Linked DNA regions of Sus scrofa: all the other regions are linked to region 1. The links are chromatin contacts, called in public Hi-C and HiChIP or PLAC-seq maps. All regions are on one chromosome and are shown on one strand. Each heading gives the region's core, a stretch centred on a gene start, on an enhancer-like site or on the middle of the called end of the contact. The rest is flanking DNA. Distances are from core to core; before and after follow the strand shown. Region 1 holds the start of IMP3 (IMP3, U3 small nucleolar ribonucleoprotein). Region 2 holds the start of NEIL1 (endonuclease 8-like 1). Region 3 holds the start of MAN2C1 (alpha-mannosidase 2C1). Region 4 holds the start of SIN3A (paired amphipathic helix protein Sin3a).

Region 1 (3,823 bases), core at 442-2,941:
AATAAAACTGTTTTTCTTTTTCTTTTTCTTTCTTTCTTTCTTTATTTATTTATTTACTTTTTTGTCTTTTTGCTATTTCTTTGGGCCGCTCCGGAGGCATATGGAGGTTCCCAGGCTAGGGGTCGAATCGGAGCTGTAGCCACTGTCCTACACCAGAGCCACAGCAACATGCGGGATCTGAGCCGGGTCGCTCGCAGCAAAGCCGGATCGTTAACCCACTGAGCAAGGGCAGGGACCGAACCCGCAACCTCATGGTTCCTAGTCGGATTCGTTAACCACTGCGCTACGACGGGAACTCCCCTATTTTTCTTTTTAAATGAAGGGTAAAAATAAACACTAAATTGAGGAGAGTAGCTACCTTTACCTCTGGCCGGGAGAGTGGCTGGAATAGGTAGATGAGGTGGTCCTAGTGACCCTTATACTGGCTGTGGGTCCCTAAGTACTCATTATACTTTGTATCTTACATATGTTACATACAGTATTTTCCATATGTCAAATACTTTATTTAAAAAAATAAAAAGCATAAAAAACCCACAATGATCAGCGAAGAAGCTAGGTGGCGTCAAAGTCTTGAGCAAATAAAGAGGTTAGTCCTGTAGCACTACACTAAGATTTTTTAAATTTTATTTTAACGCTATACTGAGATAAAACAGATATTGCCAGCCGAAAATGTGCTAAACTTGTTAACTAAATACTTGGGACCAGAAATCCACCCTGACAAGCTATTTCGCTTGAGCCGAGATTAAAGGGTCAGGACTTGTACTTACTATCCAAGCTTTTCAAACTTACTGGGTTTTATGAATCACCTGTCATTCTTGTTAACAATACAGATTTTGGGAGTTTCCGTAGTGGTGCCTTGGTTAAGGAATCCAACTAGGAACCATGAGGTTGCAGTTCGATCCCTGGCCTTGCTCAGTGGGTTAAGGATCCGGAGACGCGGCCTCAGATCCTGCGTTGCTGTGGCTTTGACCTAGGCCGGTGGCTACAGCTCTGATTAGACCCCTAGCCTGGGAACCTCCATATGCCGCGGGAGCAGCTCTAGAAAAGGCAAAAAGACAAAAAAATAATAAAAATACAGATTTCTAGGTGACTCCTGTGTCGATCCGATTCAGTCCATGTAGGAAGCAACCTGGGAATCAGTATTTCATAGGTTAGGTGGATTCCAGCCCCACTTGGCAGAAAGAAACTGCTCCGCCCACTTGGTGATTAACCTGGGGTTCGTGGGCGGTGGAGATACCGGGTCAGCCCTGGCCTGCTCCAGGAAGCACCCCCCACCAAGGTGGGAGGACCCCGCCACACACACAACGATCAATTAGCACAGTAGATCAAACTAGAGCGGCAGTCTTCCGTCTTTCCCGGAACTGGTCTCTTTTGCTCTTGTGGGAGAGACTTTGAGATCCCTTGAATGGCAAAAGTCTTAAAGAGAGGAAACTATTACAGCACCAGGTGGTAAATCATTTGCAACTTAAAACCGCTCAGCCTTGCCTCGGGACCGCCCCCTGCCTCCGTCAGCAGTTCTGCCCGGCTTCTCTTGGAGAACGCGGAGAAAAACGCGAGATACGGACTCAGGGCCGTGACTCCACTTTGACCAATGGAAATAGGGGGCGTGGCACCGAGCCTTTCTTTCATTGGCTCAGAGTTCCCAGGGTGGCCCGGGCTTGGCATGCGGGGGCGGAAGTCGCTCGGGTTCCGGAACACGCTCTGAGCCTCTGGTCCAGCGGTATCGGAGCCGCCATCATGGTGCGGAAGCTTAAGTTCCACGAGCAAAAGCTGCTGAAGCAGGTGGACTTCCTAAACTGGGAGGTCACCGACCATAACCTGCATGAGCTTCGCGTGTTGCGGCGTTATCGGCTGCAGCGGCGGGAGGACTACACGCGCTACAACCAACTGAGCCGTGCTGTACGCGAACTGGCGCGGCGCCTGCGGGACTTGCCGGAGCGGGACCCTTTTCGCGTGCGCGCTTCGGCAGCGCTGCTGGACAAGCTGTATGCTCTCGGCCTAGTGCCCACGCGCGGGTCGCTGGAACTATGCGATTTCGTCACTGCCTCGTCCTTTTGCCGCCGCCGCCTGCCCACGGTGCTCCTTAAGCTGCGCATGGCTCAACACCTCCAGGCCGCCGTGACTTTCGTAGAGCAGGGCCACGTGCGCGTGGGCCCCGACGTGGTCACGGATCCCGCCTTCCTTGTCACGCGCAGCATGGAGGACTTTGTTACCTGGGTTGACTCGTCCAAGATCAAGCGGCACGTGCTGGAGTACAATGAGGAGCGTGACGACTTCGATCTGGAAGCCTAGCGGGTCCTCCCTCCCTAGGACGGCATTTTATAGATGCAGAAGCCCAGACCTGATGCCTGAGATTCTGTGAGGACGCTCTCCCAGAAGTGTGTCAGCTAGTCGTCGGTTATTAAGAACTTGGCTCCTCAGCTACAAGCCACGCGCGGAGCCAAAGGGTACGCCCGTTTTCCACGAATTTTTCTTAGCCTTTGGACGATTTAGAATTAAATGACTGCCTTTAGAGACCATGAGAAGCGGTTTTGTGCTTCACTGGGGAGTTGTTAGATTTTGGTACCTGAAACATCGTAGTGTGAAAGAAAGGACTTTGCGGGGGGGGGCACCCCTACATTTCCCTTTCATCTTCTTGTAGGACAGTTTGGTTTAACTTATTTAACTCGAATTCTTACTCCTCTTCTTGATTAAGCTGTGTACAGATGTTGGAGAGTTTGGTCTCAAGTTTTCATAAAATGGGTGATATTTTAGTGTTCTGAGTCTTTTTTTCTTGTTTAAAGGAATGCTCTCCTAATGCCAATAAATGGCTTAACTACCGTTAAAGTGTACATTTTTTCTTGTTTTCTCACATAGGGTCACATCTATAGGTCTCCTTGGTTCAGGAACCCAGAGAAGAGGAATAGTGACAGCAGCGATCTGCCTATGGCTGAGGCCAGCAGTAGGGCCTGCGTGTGGAGGTTGCAGGATGTTGTACAAGGCTGGACAAATTTGTTAGTTTACCAATCCCTTCCTTGGAATGAGTGTTTTGGCAGAGGCCTTCCCCACAGGGCTTCCTGTTGACATTCCAAGTCCAGGAAATACCGCATTAGAGGGCTGAAGTGTTTGCTTGCCTAAGGAAATAATCACCCTGTAGCTTGGCCATCTAGTGGTTAGAAGTGGCCCAGGAGGTTCCTGGAAACTTAGATAGTCTTAGGAGTGGGGCCCTCCAGAGGTCCCAGGGCTGCCTGCCCAGAGCAGAACCTGGACCACCTCTGCCCATCACAGCCCAGCATCACTCCCTGCCCAGCCTTTAGTTTAGACAAAGGTGAATTCTAATTCTCAGTTGGGGTGGGTTTTATAGAGAAGCCATGGATGGATTGGGAATCAGGGAACCTAGCCTGACGACAGTGGAGGAATATGAAGCTAGAGGCCCTGATCTAATCCAGCCCCCTCCCTGGAAGCGGGAGTAGGGAAACGACCTCACTCATGCAAGAGATTTTCATATTAAGTAAATCAGACAAACAGTGCATGATATTACTTATATGGGGAATCGAAAAGATGATAAAAATGAACTTATTTGCAAAACAAATAGACTCAAGACATAGAAAACAAATGTATGATTACCAAGAGGGGGCAAATTAGAAGTTTGGGATTAACACACAGTATTATATTAAAACAGGAGTTCCCGTTGTGGCTCAGCAGGTTAAGAACCCAGATAGTATCCATTAGGTTGCAGGTTTGATCCCTGGCCTCTCTCAGTGGGTTAAGGATCCGGCATTGCTACAAGCTGTGGAATAGGTCGCAGCTCAAATCTGGTGTAGCTGTGGCTTTGGTGTAGGCC
Region 2 (3,823 bases), core at 952-3,451, 250 kb after region 1:
GCTTCGTTCACAAAGTGGCTGGCCAGATGCAGCTCAGGGCCCTCAGGCATTCTGTGGGACGGGTGGCAGGCCCTGTGGGGTAGGATGACAACAGGTTGGGCCAGGTGTGCACCAAGTGAAGTAGGAATTAACACTCCCAGTTTTCATAGGAGAACCCAGAGCGTCAGAAGGGGCCATGGTTGGGGGTTCCCTTCAAGGCTCAGCGGTCAGCGAACCTGATCACTATTCACAAGGACACGGTTCTATCCCTGACCCCGCTCAGTAGATCTGGCATTGTCATGAGCTGTGGTACAGTTCGAAGTTGTGGCTCAAATCCTGAGTTGCTGTGGCTAGGTCAGTGGCTGTAGCTCCGATTTGGCCCATAACCTGGGAACTTCCATGTGCCCCCAATGTGGCCCTAAAAAGCCAAAAAGAAAAAAGAAAAGGAGGGGCCATGGTCAACTGGGGTTGGCAGGAGAGTCAGCTGGCTTGGCCACAGCCCCTGGCCCTCATCAGAAAATGCTGAGAAAGCTCAGGACACTGGGGAGCTCATTAACATCTTCCTCAAGCTTCCATGAATTCATGCTGATTTTAGAATAAAGTCCAGATCCTTCCTTGGGCCCATACTGTCATCTCATTTTCTCCCAGGCTCCCCCTACTCACTTGCTCCAAGCACACTCGTCTTCCCCCTCCCCCCCTGCCTTTGACCCAGCTGTCCCCTCTGAGAACACTTAAGAGAGGCCCTCCCCCCAACCCCCTACACGTCTTCCTTTCTTCCTGGCACTCCTAGAACCTGAAATAATTCCATTGTCTCTTGTCTGCCTCTACCTCCACTTCCACCCCTGAGTGGAAACTCTACTTTCTCATCACCCCACAGCTTGGAATTGGGCCTGCATCTGTTGCCACAGTGGCTGAGGAGATGTCCGCGCCTGGAAGATAAGAGCTGGAAAGTCCGATGTTTAGAGGCTCAGCCAGCAGTGAGGACGAGCCTGCCACCACCCACTGATCAGCACCATAGCGAGGACGAGGAAGAGTGAATGCATGGATGTCCAGGCACATCAGCACTGGAGTCAGGTCCACAGGACTCCGAGGCAGGTGGCCAGAGGCATCAGGAAGGGCTCCCCAAGCTCCAGGCTGTGGTCCGGAGGGGAATAGGAAACCGCCCAAGTCAGCGCCTCGGCAGAGAGAGGCAGAGGCGGACTCCCTCACCGTGGCCAGTTCCCACCTGGCTGAGGGAGGAAAGTCTGCCACTTGCCCCTTCTCCAGTGCGTTGCGAGATCGAAGACGAAGGTGTGTTTTGGGCGGAGGGGGGCATTTAGCCAGGGCAGACTCCTTTGCCCTCGCCTACCCCCACCCTCAGCGCCGCCCCGTTTCGCTGGAAAAGGTGAACTTCCAAGTTCCTAATTTCTCCAGGGACCGGCAATCTAAGGCTCGCCTCCCACCCACTCTTCCATCCACCCCTCCCTGCCCCCACCTGTCCTGGGTTAACCCTGGCTCCGTCCTTCCCAAGGCCCCCAATCCCGTCCTCTCCTCGGCTCTGCTGCACAGACACCCCCACTCCCGCCGGAGGCTACCTGCGCCCCTCCGCGCCAGCTGGCAGTCACTACGGGGTTAAGGCCGGGGGCGGAGCTGCGCCTAGGAGCACGCTGGGAGCCGTCGTCGCTGCTCCAGCGCCCGCTGGGAAGTGTAGTTCCTCAGGCAGGTGGCAGAGACTGTTCAGGATGGGGTCCCCAAACTGGGGAGCCTAGGAGGTGGGAAAAGCTTTGGGGTAGTCACCTGGCCGGGAGGTGGCAGAAGAACCTGGCTTCCCGCTGCCCAGCGACGGCAGGGTCCGGGGTCAGGCGTGAGGGCCCGAGCTGCTGCTGTTTCTGTGGCTGAGGGAAGCCACCCGGCTAGTCCCGGACAAGCTCAGCGCTCCGGGCAGGGAACAGTAGCAACTGAACCGAAGCAGAGGCGTCTGCAGCTGTGCGCAGGGTGGGAACAGGTGCTCGGAAAAAAAAATGCAGTTCTAGGGACCGATGGTGGGCCTAAGTATCAGCTCAGACACAACAAAAACAAAAACATCATCACCACCTGTGGGGTGGGAAATGCAGCGAAGCAGCAAAAAGTAGGGGCCCTGAGAAGCAGAACCCACTTCCGATGTGGGGGAGGGGCTCTCTGCGATGACATTTAGGCTGAAACCTCAGAAGCAAGCCATCTGAGCAAGGCAAAGAAAGGGGACACTCAGTACCGCGAGTGGAAGGAACTGCCAGTAAAGAGGCCTAGAGGCCAAAAAGCGATTGGTCTACTACAGCAGGCCCCTGCTGTTGAAGTCAGTGCTGGGAGGTGAGGACAGACACAAGCAAGGTCAGATCAGGTCTGGCCTCTGGAAGTATCTGTAAGGAGTTTGCATTTCATCCTACATGTAGTGGGTGCTGGTGCCTTACCCACAGCCTGGATTTGCTCCCTTCATACTCCTACTTCCTCTCCTTCATCTGTTTTTCCATTTATTTTGACAAGTATATTAAAGTAAATTGACAAATTATGACATTTCACCCCTAAAATTTAGGCATACATCTCTAGAAAGCGATATCCTACAAAGCCACAGTACTGTTATCAAACCTAACAGTTAACAATAACTTCTTAATATCATCTAATATGTAGCCCACCTTTGGATTTTCCTAATTGTCCACAAAATGTCTTTATAGCTAGTTTCAAGTTCAAGGCAGAGTCCAAACAAGGATTATATTTCTCTTTAGTCATTTTTAATCTATTTAGACTCACCCTACCCACTTCACCTCCCTTTTTCTGGTCTTCATGATACTGACCTTTGTGAAGAATCAAAGCCAGTTGTCTCTGAGATGCCCCATCACATTCTGGATTCATCTGATGTTTCATTGGGTGTCATTAATTTGTTCCTCTATCTGTGGTTTTCCCTGCACACCAGGAAATTAGATCTAAAGGCTCGAAGATAACATATATCTCCTAGGTGCTGCCGTGTTCTCCAAATTGCATCAGATAAGGAGGCACACAACATCTGGTTGTCTCACTTTAGTGAGGCTGAAGTTGATCACTGATGAGGCTGTGACAGCCAGACTTCTGCATTGTAAAGGTATGTTTCACACCTTATAACCACTAAGTAATCTATGGGTTGATTTCATTTCTTTGTTGTTGTTGGTCTTTTTTTGTTTAAATTAACGTAAAATTTACCTATAGTAAAATTCATCTTTTTTAGTGTGTGAGTTTTGACAAATTCGTATACTCACATATGAATTTGCCCATGCACTCCTTTATTTATTTATTTTGGGGGTCACACCAGTGGCATTTGGAAGTTCCCAGGCTAGGGGTCCAATCAGAGCTATAGCTGCCAGCCTACACCACAGCTCATGGCAGTGTCAGATTCTTAACCCACTGAGTGAGGCCAGGGATCGAACCCGTGTCCTCATGAATACTAGTCAGATACTTAACATGCTGAGCCATGAAGGGAACTCCCATGTACTTTTTTAGTTAATACTTCCATGGTACTCACTGGGCAACCACTGATCTGTTTTTCTGTTACTGTGGTTTTGCCAGTATCACACACAGGTATGCCTCATTTTACTATGCTTCATAGATATTCCTTTTTAAAAAAAAAAATTGAAAGTTTGTGGTAATCCTGCATTATCAGATGATGGTTAGTACTTTTTAGCAAGAAAGGATTTTTAAAAATTTTATTTAAGTATAGTTGATTTTTAGTGTTGTGTTTCTGCTGTATGGCAAAGTGATTTAGTTATACATTTATATATGTGTGTGTGTGTATATATACATTTCTCACATTTGGACACAATGCTATTGAACACTTAATAGACTATAGTATAGTGTAAAC
Region 3 (3,823 bases), core at 452-2,951, 220 kb after region 1:
TCCTTTTTAGGTCCCGTGGAACTGTTTTGTACCTGCTTCTTTACTAGTCTACCCTAGTGCCATCCACCAGCTTTATTCTCTCTCTCTCTCTCTCTCACAAACACACAGACACACAATTTTAACTTTTTTTTTCTTTTTTGTAAATAATGTACATACTGTCAATTTTTTATTAAAAAGAAATATGCTTTGATGTGCTAGCATATCTGCTCTAGCTTCTTGTGTACCATAGTTCTATGTGGCTTCAGATTTAGTACCTATGAACAGATGTACAAGACATTTATTACACTTTTTACCAAAGGGAGTTACCGTTGTAGTACTTTTGTGTAAAACTTGTCTTCTTCCTTGCCCCCAATTTTTTTTTTTTTTTTTTTTTTTTTTTTTTTGTAAATAAATAAAGCTTGGTTCGTACTTAAGGAATAAACTCCCTTGTCCTCACCAGAAAACTATTGTGAAGCAGGGATCTGGGCTTCAGTTCCTTATCTACGATACAAATAGGATTTTGCTTTAAATATCAGTCAGTTGGCATTTGTCCCAAATAAAAATATCTCGGATTTTTAAAATGAATTATTCAGGAGTTCCCTTTGATGGCGCAGCGGGTAAAGAACCTCACACTGTCCATGAGGATATGGGTTCAATCCTGGGCCTGGCTTAGTGGGTTAAGGATCCCACATTGCCGTGGCTGTGTATAGGTCAGCAACTGCAGCTCCAATTCGACCCCTGATCCAGGAACTTCCATGTGCCACAGCGTGACCATAAAAAGAAAATAGAATTATTCATTTATTTTAGTACAGAATTATTCTTTTAGTACACACTGTTCCCCCTATTTCAACTGTTTGGAAATATTTTATACCTAGGCAAGTCGTTCAGCTATGTAGTTTGCACTTCTATTTTTTTTATTCCTATTGGAAATGGGGGTGAACAACTTAAATACCAAACCAGTATTTGAAAGAAGTGTGTGATTATAAATGGAGTTGAGGGAAATTTGATACATTTCATTAGCAGCTGCAAATGGAATATACATAATTTTTTTAATTACATAAATTTTCACTGGCAGATATTTAAATATGAGTGATTAGGATTTTTATATGTGGTCAGCCTGGACTTTGTGAACAAAGACCAGCTGAGCCTCTCCCAGTACTCTGATGGATTTTTCTCCAGCAACCATTATCACCCTAGTCATGTCAGTAAAGTAACTGACAGTGTTTTATGTGGTTTTGTTTAATTGAAAATCCCCAACATCACCATCATTAAACCACATATTTTGGCTCTGGACTTTTATAACACAGAGTAGACTTCCGATTTTAGATTTTTTTGTTGTGGAGCGTGGGCAGTGGAGGGGCAGGACAATTACAGGAGTCTCTGAGCCCAAAAGTATAGGGTGGCAAAACAGCTTTGGGGGAGGAGATTCTCTGGTGAAGCTGGGGCAGTGATTGTGGGGAAGGATCTTCAGGTTTCCTCAGCAATAACTTATCTGTCCCCCTTTGGTCGCTTAAGAAAGATCATGATGACTTAGAACTGAAATTGATGAGACCTGACCAGGGCAGCCCCAGCTGTTGCTGTCTCTGCATAGGGTTATGCCCAGAGCAGCTGCTTGCAGGTTAGGATAGGGTTTCGGGGCCAGTTGAGAAAACCCCAACTTATCAGTGCACAAAGAAAGCAGTACTTTTTTGTTCTTTTTTTTTTCTTTGCTTTTTAGGGCCTCATGTACGGCCTGTGGAAGTTCCTGGGCTAGGGGTAATATTGGAGTTAAAGCTGCCGGCCTACAACACAGCCACAGCAACACAGGATCCAAGCTGCACCTGCCACCTACACCACAGCTCACTGCAACGCCGGATCCTTAACCCACTGAGCAAGGCTAGGGATCAAACCCGCATTCTCATGGATACTAGTTGGATTTGCTTCCACTGTGCTGCAGTGGGTACTCCCACAAGCAGTTTTTTAAAACCTACTGCCTTCTGACATCTGAGCCCCAAGCTCAACTCAGCCTACCTTACAGCAGCAAGTTGATATTTTTATTTATTTATTTTGCTTTTTAGGGCCGTACCCACAGCACATGGAAGTTCCCAGTCTAGGGGTACAATTGGAGCTACAGCTGCCTGCCTACACCACAACTACAGCAACACTGGATTGGAGCCATGTCTGCAACCTACACCACAGCCCACAGCAATGCCAGATCCTTAACCCACTGAGTGAGGCCAGGGATCGAACCCGCAACTCCATGGTTCCTAGTTGGGTTCGTTTCCCCTGTGAGCCACATCAGGAACTCCAGGGTTATATCCATATTTTAAATCACGTTTGGTATTCTGTACTTAGTTACCTTTCCCTACTATTCGCATTTGAAATACTGTAAACCTGACTTGGTCAGTGTTTCCATTAAAACATTAGGGCTCATGTTGTGTATATTCTTTTTTTCCTAATGGTTTTACAGACAAGGACTCTAGTAGTCCTAGGAGGGGGAAAAACGCTGCCATTAGATAACCAGAGTTAACACGAGGATGAAATTGGTGTTTCTGGAATTATGGCTTCTCTAAACAAGTCAGTCCCATGAAGGGAAATGTATCACTCTCTTAGAATCATGATTGTTACGTCTGTGATCTGCCATCTCAAAATTTCAGTTTCTGGTGATGGGCAGCAGTTACCCTTACACATGAAATAAAACATGTAGTAGAGGAAGCTGAGGTTACTGGGGTGCAGAGCCCTCCCTCATTAAACACCTGCCCGCTGGTTGGCTTGAATGCACCAGGCTCTTTCCACGTTAAGCGAACGCAGGTTTTCCTGGGTAGCCAGAGGTCTGGACTGGGACCAGAGGGCAAGGGTGGTGCCCGCTTGTAGCTTTTGAGACTGGGTGACCTCCTGGCCATCGTGCCTGTCTCTGTCCCTGGCCTTTCGCAGAATCAGCGTCAAACTTCTCACTTTATTTAGGGAGGGATTTGCCCGGCAGCCACCAGCTAGGAGGAGAAGGGAGAGCCTCGGAAGCACAGCTTTTAGCGTTCAGCTCCTGCTCAAAATTAAAAGCAGCGGGGCTTCAGAGAGCCTCCGGTGTTCCAAGAAAAGCTGCCCGGGGCCTGGAAGGCGCCCTTTGGAAGTCGGAACCTTTGGTTCCAGGCCAGGGACGGCGCGGACAGCACCTGGGGCTTTCCGGGAAGAGGGGTAAGCGCGCGACCATGGCGGCGGCACCGGCCGTGAAGCACTGGCGCACTACGCTGGAACGGGTGGAGAAATTCGTGTCGCCGGTTTACTTTACCGACTGTAACCTCCGGGGCAGGTATGGCCCCCTTGCCCATGGCGCCAGCCTCCCACATCCGCGCTCCACGCATCTTAGCCTTCGCGGGGCGCGGGGGCGGGGGGAGGCCCTCAAGCTTCAGCCGCCACCCGGGCGGAGAGGCAAAGTGGACAAGTACCCGCTGGTGTCAGGGCTGGGTCAGGTGAGGAGGGTGTGATGTGGGGCAGCCCTCTTGGCAGTAAATGGAAGCGCGTCCCTACCCGCTAGCTGGCCCGTGGGCGCGCGCTCACCGGCCCCTCCCGCCCAGGCTCTTCGGAGACAGCTGTCCAGTAGCTGAGCTCTCCAGCTTCTTGACGCCGGAAAGGCTTCCCTACCAGGAGGCAGTGCAGCAGGACTTCCGCCCCGCGCAGGTCGGAGACAGCTTCGGACCCACGTAGGTAACGCCCAGAGGGAGGGCCGTAAGGGCCACACCTCCATTGTCTGCCCGCTGCCCTAGAAAGCAACTTAGGGCAGAGCAGCGCCCTCTGCTGGGACACAGCCCTCTGGGCCTTTATGGGAAAGTTTTCTTTATTTCCTTTCCTTTCCTTTCCTTTCCTTTCC
Region 4 (3,823 bases), core at 737-3,236, 150 kb after region 1:
TCTGATAATGAACCTCAACCTCCATGGCCCTGCCAGGTGTTGGGCCTTCCACTGAATAATTTTCGCCTCCTGGACTTTCTCCCTCTACACTCTCCCTTAGTGATTCCATCAACCAAGCTACCACCCAAATTCTAGTCCTCTGAGATGACTCACTTCCCTCCCCAAATCAGTATTTCTACCCACCTGCCCTTTCTCCTTAGTGGCAAGCCTCCCTCCCCATTAGACCCCCATCCTATGGACTCTGAGTGAAGTAAGTGTCCTTAGAGCCTGTCTTTCTACAGGCACCTGAGGCTCTATTTCACAGGGAGGAAGGGACTTGTCTAAAGGTATTCTACCAAGTCATTAGTGGTGATCAATCTAGAACCCAGATTACTGAACCATTAGCCTCAAGGTCTTCTACCTTTTCACGCACCAGGTCACTGCCACTGACTCTTCCTTTCCCTCCATTACCCACACTGAATCGGTCACCCAGTAGTCTTCAGTCTTTCTCAACCACATCTCTCTGGTTTTATTTTTACTAAAAAAATTTCTTTTCGGCTACAGCCATGCATGTGGAAGTTCCTGGGCCAGGGACTGACTCCTATACTGCGGCCGCAGCAATGCTGGATCCTTTAACCCACTGTACTTACAGGGGATTGAACCAGTGTCTCCACAGCACCCAAGCCACTGCAGTTCTCCATTTGTATTCTTGCTTACCCATAGCCACAGCCCTGGTCAAGTCCTCGTTACATCTCACCTGAATTGTTGGGATAGCCTAACTGGCAGCAGACTCCCATTCTGCTCACAGGACTTTAAGGCCCTTCACTTTCTGCACATTCTACATCATTCACATGAATTACCTGGATCCATCAATCAATAAGTCTTTCTTCCTCACCCACTGTGTACCCTGGCCCCAGGCTTGGTGATATGTGGGGTAGCCTCTGTCCCTGCTACCCCTGCCAAAACTCTTTTGGTGTAAAGTTATGACAAAAACACTACAAATGATTCACAGAGGCATGTGAGGCAGAGTTTTGATGTGAGGACTGCTGATAGGGAAGGGTTTCTGGATTGGGGGCTTGGAGAGAGATGAAACCTCTTGGCTCTCTCCACCCACCCCTCCCACCAGAATATGTAACTCTGTAATCTCCAAACCCATTATTACAACAGCCTTTCTGCTTCACTTTCCTGCCTGCAGGCACGCTTCATTCAACCTACCCTCAGAATCCATCCAGCTGCTGGGATGTTGAGCATCTTAAACCATAGTTTTGGGCCCGTGATTTTGTGACCAGTCATGTTGCTTGCACATTCTGCTGTGCAAGCCTGAGAATTTTAACAAGGTAGTATAGTGTTCTGTTCTCTGACTCCATCTTTCCAAACCTGATTTTCATGACTACAGCCACACTTTTAGTGTTTCTTAATATTTTGCATTCACCTCTATGTGTCCTTTGCTGAAAATGACTTGCCCCTCCACTTCCGCCTGATGAAATCTTTAAGACCCAACTTGCGTGCCACCTCCTCCAGGAAGACTTTACCACTTTTCCTCAGAAAGAAGCTCCTTGCTCCGAGATTCTGTGGATGTCTATTTATATATACATTTCTGCATTGCCTTAGTTCTTTCTGTAGCATCTCCTCAGGTAGATAGATCTGGAGTCCTTGGATAGTGCAGAGTGAGCATCTCATTCAGTCTCTGTAATCGCACCCAAGCAGCAGGTGCGGTATGACTCTGTCTGCCTCACCCCAGAAAGTGCTCAGGCAAGTGCCTGTTGCCCGGAACATACGACTTTCCAATTACACCGTTCATTTTTAGGCAGTCGCCTAACAGAAAATGGGCCGTCCACGGTTAGGTTACACAGCCAGGGGAGTCGGGACATTGCAGCCAGTCGCTAGGGTATCCCTACCCGCCTCCCTCTGCTCAGTTCCAAATGGGGTGTGTGTGTGAAGGAAGTAGGGGCTGGGTAGCCCGGCTAGCTCCTCCTCCGTGTCCACCCAGAGGATCTCCGAGTCACAGTAGGTCTCCTTCCAGTCCAAAGGCCTCAAGAAATTCGAAGCGGCGGTACCTTCGATATAGGGTCCTCTGTCACAGATGCGGCTCACACTCACGGATACTTTAATCTATTTATTTGGATTTTTTTTTGGAGGGAGGGGGCGTTCAATGAAGGGGAAGAGGTGGAGCAAGGCGGGGAGGCGGGCCCAGGATGACTGACGAGAGCAGCGGGGAGCCAATGGCCCGTGGGGGGCGTTCCCCCCCATTCAGGACTCCTCGCCTGGCTCGGAAGGTATGTTAAACAGCTGCTTTTAATTTGGTCTCCCCAATCTTGGGCGTTTTGGGGGGCTAGTTCACCAGCCGGTCGCTTCGGCCAGTGCGCCCTGGTACCGGCGCAACGGGTCCTGGGACGGAGCTAGGGGAGCTTGGAGTCCGGCGGCCGAGGGAGGCGAGGGGCAGGCCAGGAAGGAGAGCTCTTGGCGCCGCCCGCTCGCCAGTGTGTTTCCAAGCCCGGCCGGATCCGTGGGGAGGGGGTCGGCCCGGCCTGGGGTCGCCAGTGTGCCGGCCGTGCTGCCTAGTTTATTTCACCGAGCGGCCGGTTTCGGTAGGTTTCGGCGGCGAACTGGGTAAGGTGCCAGCAGGAGGAGATCCTCCTCGCTCCTGGAATGCCTTAAAAAATTATTGTAAAGAAGAAAAAAGGGGAGATTCCGTACACCGACTGGAACCAGGCCTGGGCTGCGGCGCGCGGGCTCGGCAGGGGGCGGCGGCCTGAGCCCGGCTGGCCGGGCCCACTGAGTCCGCGGCGCCCGGAGTTGGTCGAGAGCTGGAGTTAGCAAGGGAGCCGGGGCCCGTGGCTTTCCCCGCTAACGACGCTGGGCGAAGGCGGCAGCCGCCCGAGGGTTTTGTTTCTGTCTGCAAACTTGTCCGAGGGGGCGGTGGGCGCGCTCAGGAGAGGCGCGGGTGCCTAGGGCCCGCGGTTGTTATGGACTCTGGGGGCGGGGGCAACGCCGGACTTGCGGGAGGGGCAGCCGGGGGAAGCCACCGGAAAGAGCCCCCGCACCTCGGCACTAGCCCCATGCGCCGGTCTGGGTTCTCCGAACTCCCGGGCCGTGGCAGTAGAGCCAGCATTCGGCGCCGGAACACGGCCCGGGGGTGTGGAAAACCTCCAGGAACTCGGCGGCTTCGACTCACGGCCCCAGCTGATCCCCTTGCAAACATGGAGCTGCCTCCTTCCCCGCCCACCCCAAGGCGGCGGCAGCTCCCTTCCCATCCCCCGGTCGTGCTCCTCGCTTGCGGATGGGGTGGAGGCGGGGACGCAGGCGTGTGAGCGCGCCCACGAGGGGGTGGCCTGAAAGGGGCAGTGAAGGTCGGAAACTGGGAAAACAGTCTCCACGCTCAGAATCGGGAAAAGGAAATGCATCAGCGTGCGGGGAGGGGCGCGGGGGGCGCGCCTGTCAGCCGGGATGGCGGCCGCGGGTTGGGAGGCGGGGCGCCGGCGCGAAACGCCGAAGTCGGGCGGGGCGACGCCGCGAGAGGGGGCGCAGGGGCCCGGGCCCACGGAACGCTAGGCTGCCCCTGCCTCCACTCCTTGGCCTACCCTGTTTACTATCTACTCCCGCGACGGCTTGTGCAACCGGCTGGGAGCGGAGCTGAGGGGCGGGGCCTTTCTCTCTCTCTCTTCCACCCATCTCGGGCTCCTCAAGAGGGCCCGCCTTCTCTTGTCTTCCACTGGCTGGGAGAGACTCCCTTTTTTCCTTCTCGGTTGTTGATTGGATGACATTCTCCCGAGCTCCGCCTATCGGAGGCCGGGCTGGAGTTTAAGTTGCTAGGATTTTTTTCCATGAAGGGCGGAGGGAGGAT

The links. Hi-C and Micro-C count contacts between places; a contact is called where the count stands out from the background. HiChIP or PLAC-seq counts read pairs in DNA pulled down with a chosen protein or histone mark.
Region 2: a Hi-C map of liver shows a contact between it and region 1, with 2.6 times the contacts expected there. The contact joins the promoter of NEIL1 here to the promoter of IMP3 in region 1. A contact is called at or near these places in 4 of 5 promoter capture datasets (fetal liver, fetal skeletal muscle and liver), 13 of 47 Hi-C or Micro-C datasets (blood, embryonic fibroblasts, fetal heart ventricle and 9 more) and 2 of 2 datasets of contacts at active chromatin or transcription factors (alveolar macrophages and skeletal muscle).
Region 3: an H3K27ac HiChIP or PLAC-seq map of alveolar macrophages shows a contact between it and region 1. The contact joins the promoter of MAN2C1 here to the promoter of IMP3 in region 1. A contact is called at or near these places in 4 of 5 promoter capture datasets (fetal liver, fetal skeletal muscle, liver and 1 more), 18 of 47 Hi-C or Micro-C datasets (alveolar macrophages, blood, embryonic fibroblasts and 12 more) and 2 of 2 datasets of contacts at active chromatin or transcription factors (alveolar macrophages and skeletal muscle).
Region 4: a contact with region 1 is called in a Hi-C map of liver, with 4 times the contacts expected there. The contact joins the promoter of SIN3A here to the promoter of IMP3 in region 1. A contact is called at or near these places in 4 of 5 promoter capture datasets (fetal liver, liver and skeletal muscle), 20 of 47 Hi-C or Micro-C datasets (alveolar macrophages, blood, brain and 12 more) and 2 of 2 datasets of contacts at active chromatin or transcription factors (alveolar macrophages and skeletal muscle).

The regions. Positions count from the first base shown.
Region 1 is chr7:58,021,677-58,025,499 of Sscrofa11.1, forward strand. It overlaps IMP3 (IMP3, U3 small nucleolar ribonucleoprotein), which reads left to right and starts at 1,692. Exons shown (of 1, transcript NM_001243292.1): 1 at 1,692-2,820. The coding sequence starts at 1,738. The coding sequence ends at 2,292.
Region 2 is chr7:58,266,800-58,270,622 of Sscrofa11.1, forward strand. It overlaps NEIL1 (endonuclease 8-like 1), which reads right to left and starts at 2,202. Exons shown (of 10, transcript XM_013978062.2): 1 at 1,756-2,202; 2 at 1-72. The coding sequence starts at 50. LOC102158857 (a long non-coding RNA gene) reads left to right here and starts at 1,658. Exons shown (of 4, transcript XR_304481.3): 1 at 1,658-2,304; 2 at 2,948-3,070.
Region 3 is chr7:58,245,563-58,249,385 of Sscrofa11.1, forward strand. MAN2C1 (alpha-mannosidase 2C1) reads left to right here and starts at 1,702. Exons shown (of 26, transcript XM_005666137.2): 1 at 1,702-3,265; 2 at 3,531-3,656. The coding sequence starts at 3,165. SIN3A (paired amphipathic helix protein Sin3a) reads left to right here. Exons shown (of 23, transcript XM_021099023.1): 23 at 1-564.
Region 4 is chr7:58,169,835-58,173,657 of Sscrofa11.1, forward strand. It overlaps SIN3A (paired amphipathic helix protein Sin3a), which reads left to right and starts at 1,987. Exons shown (of 23, transcript XM_021099023.1): 1 at 1,987-2,255.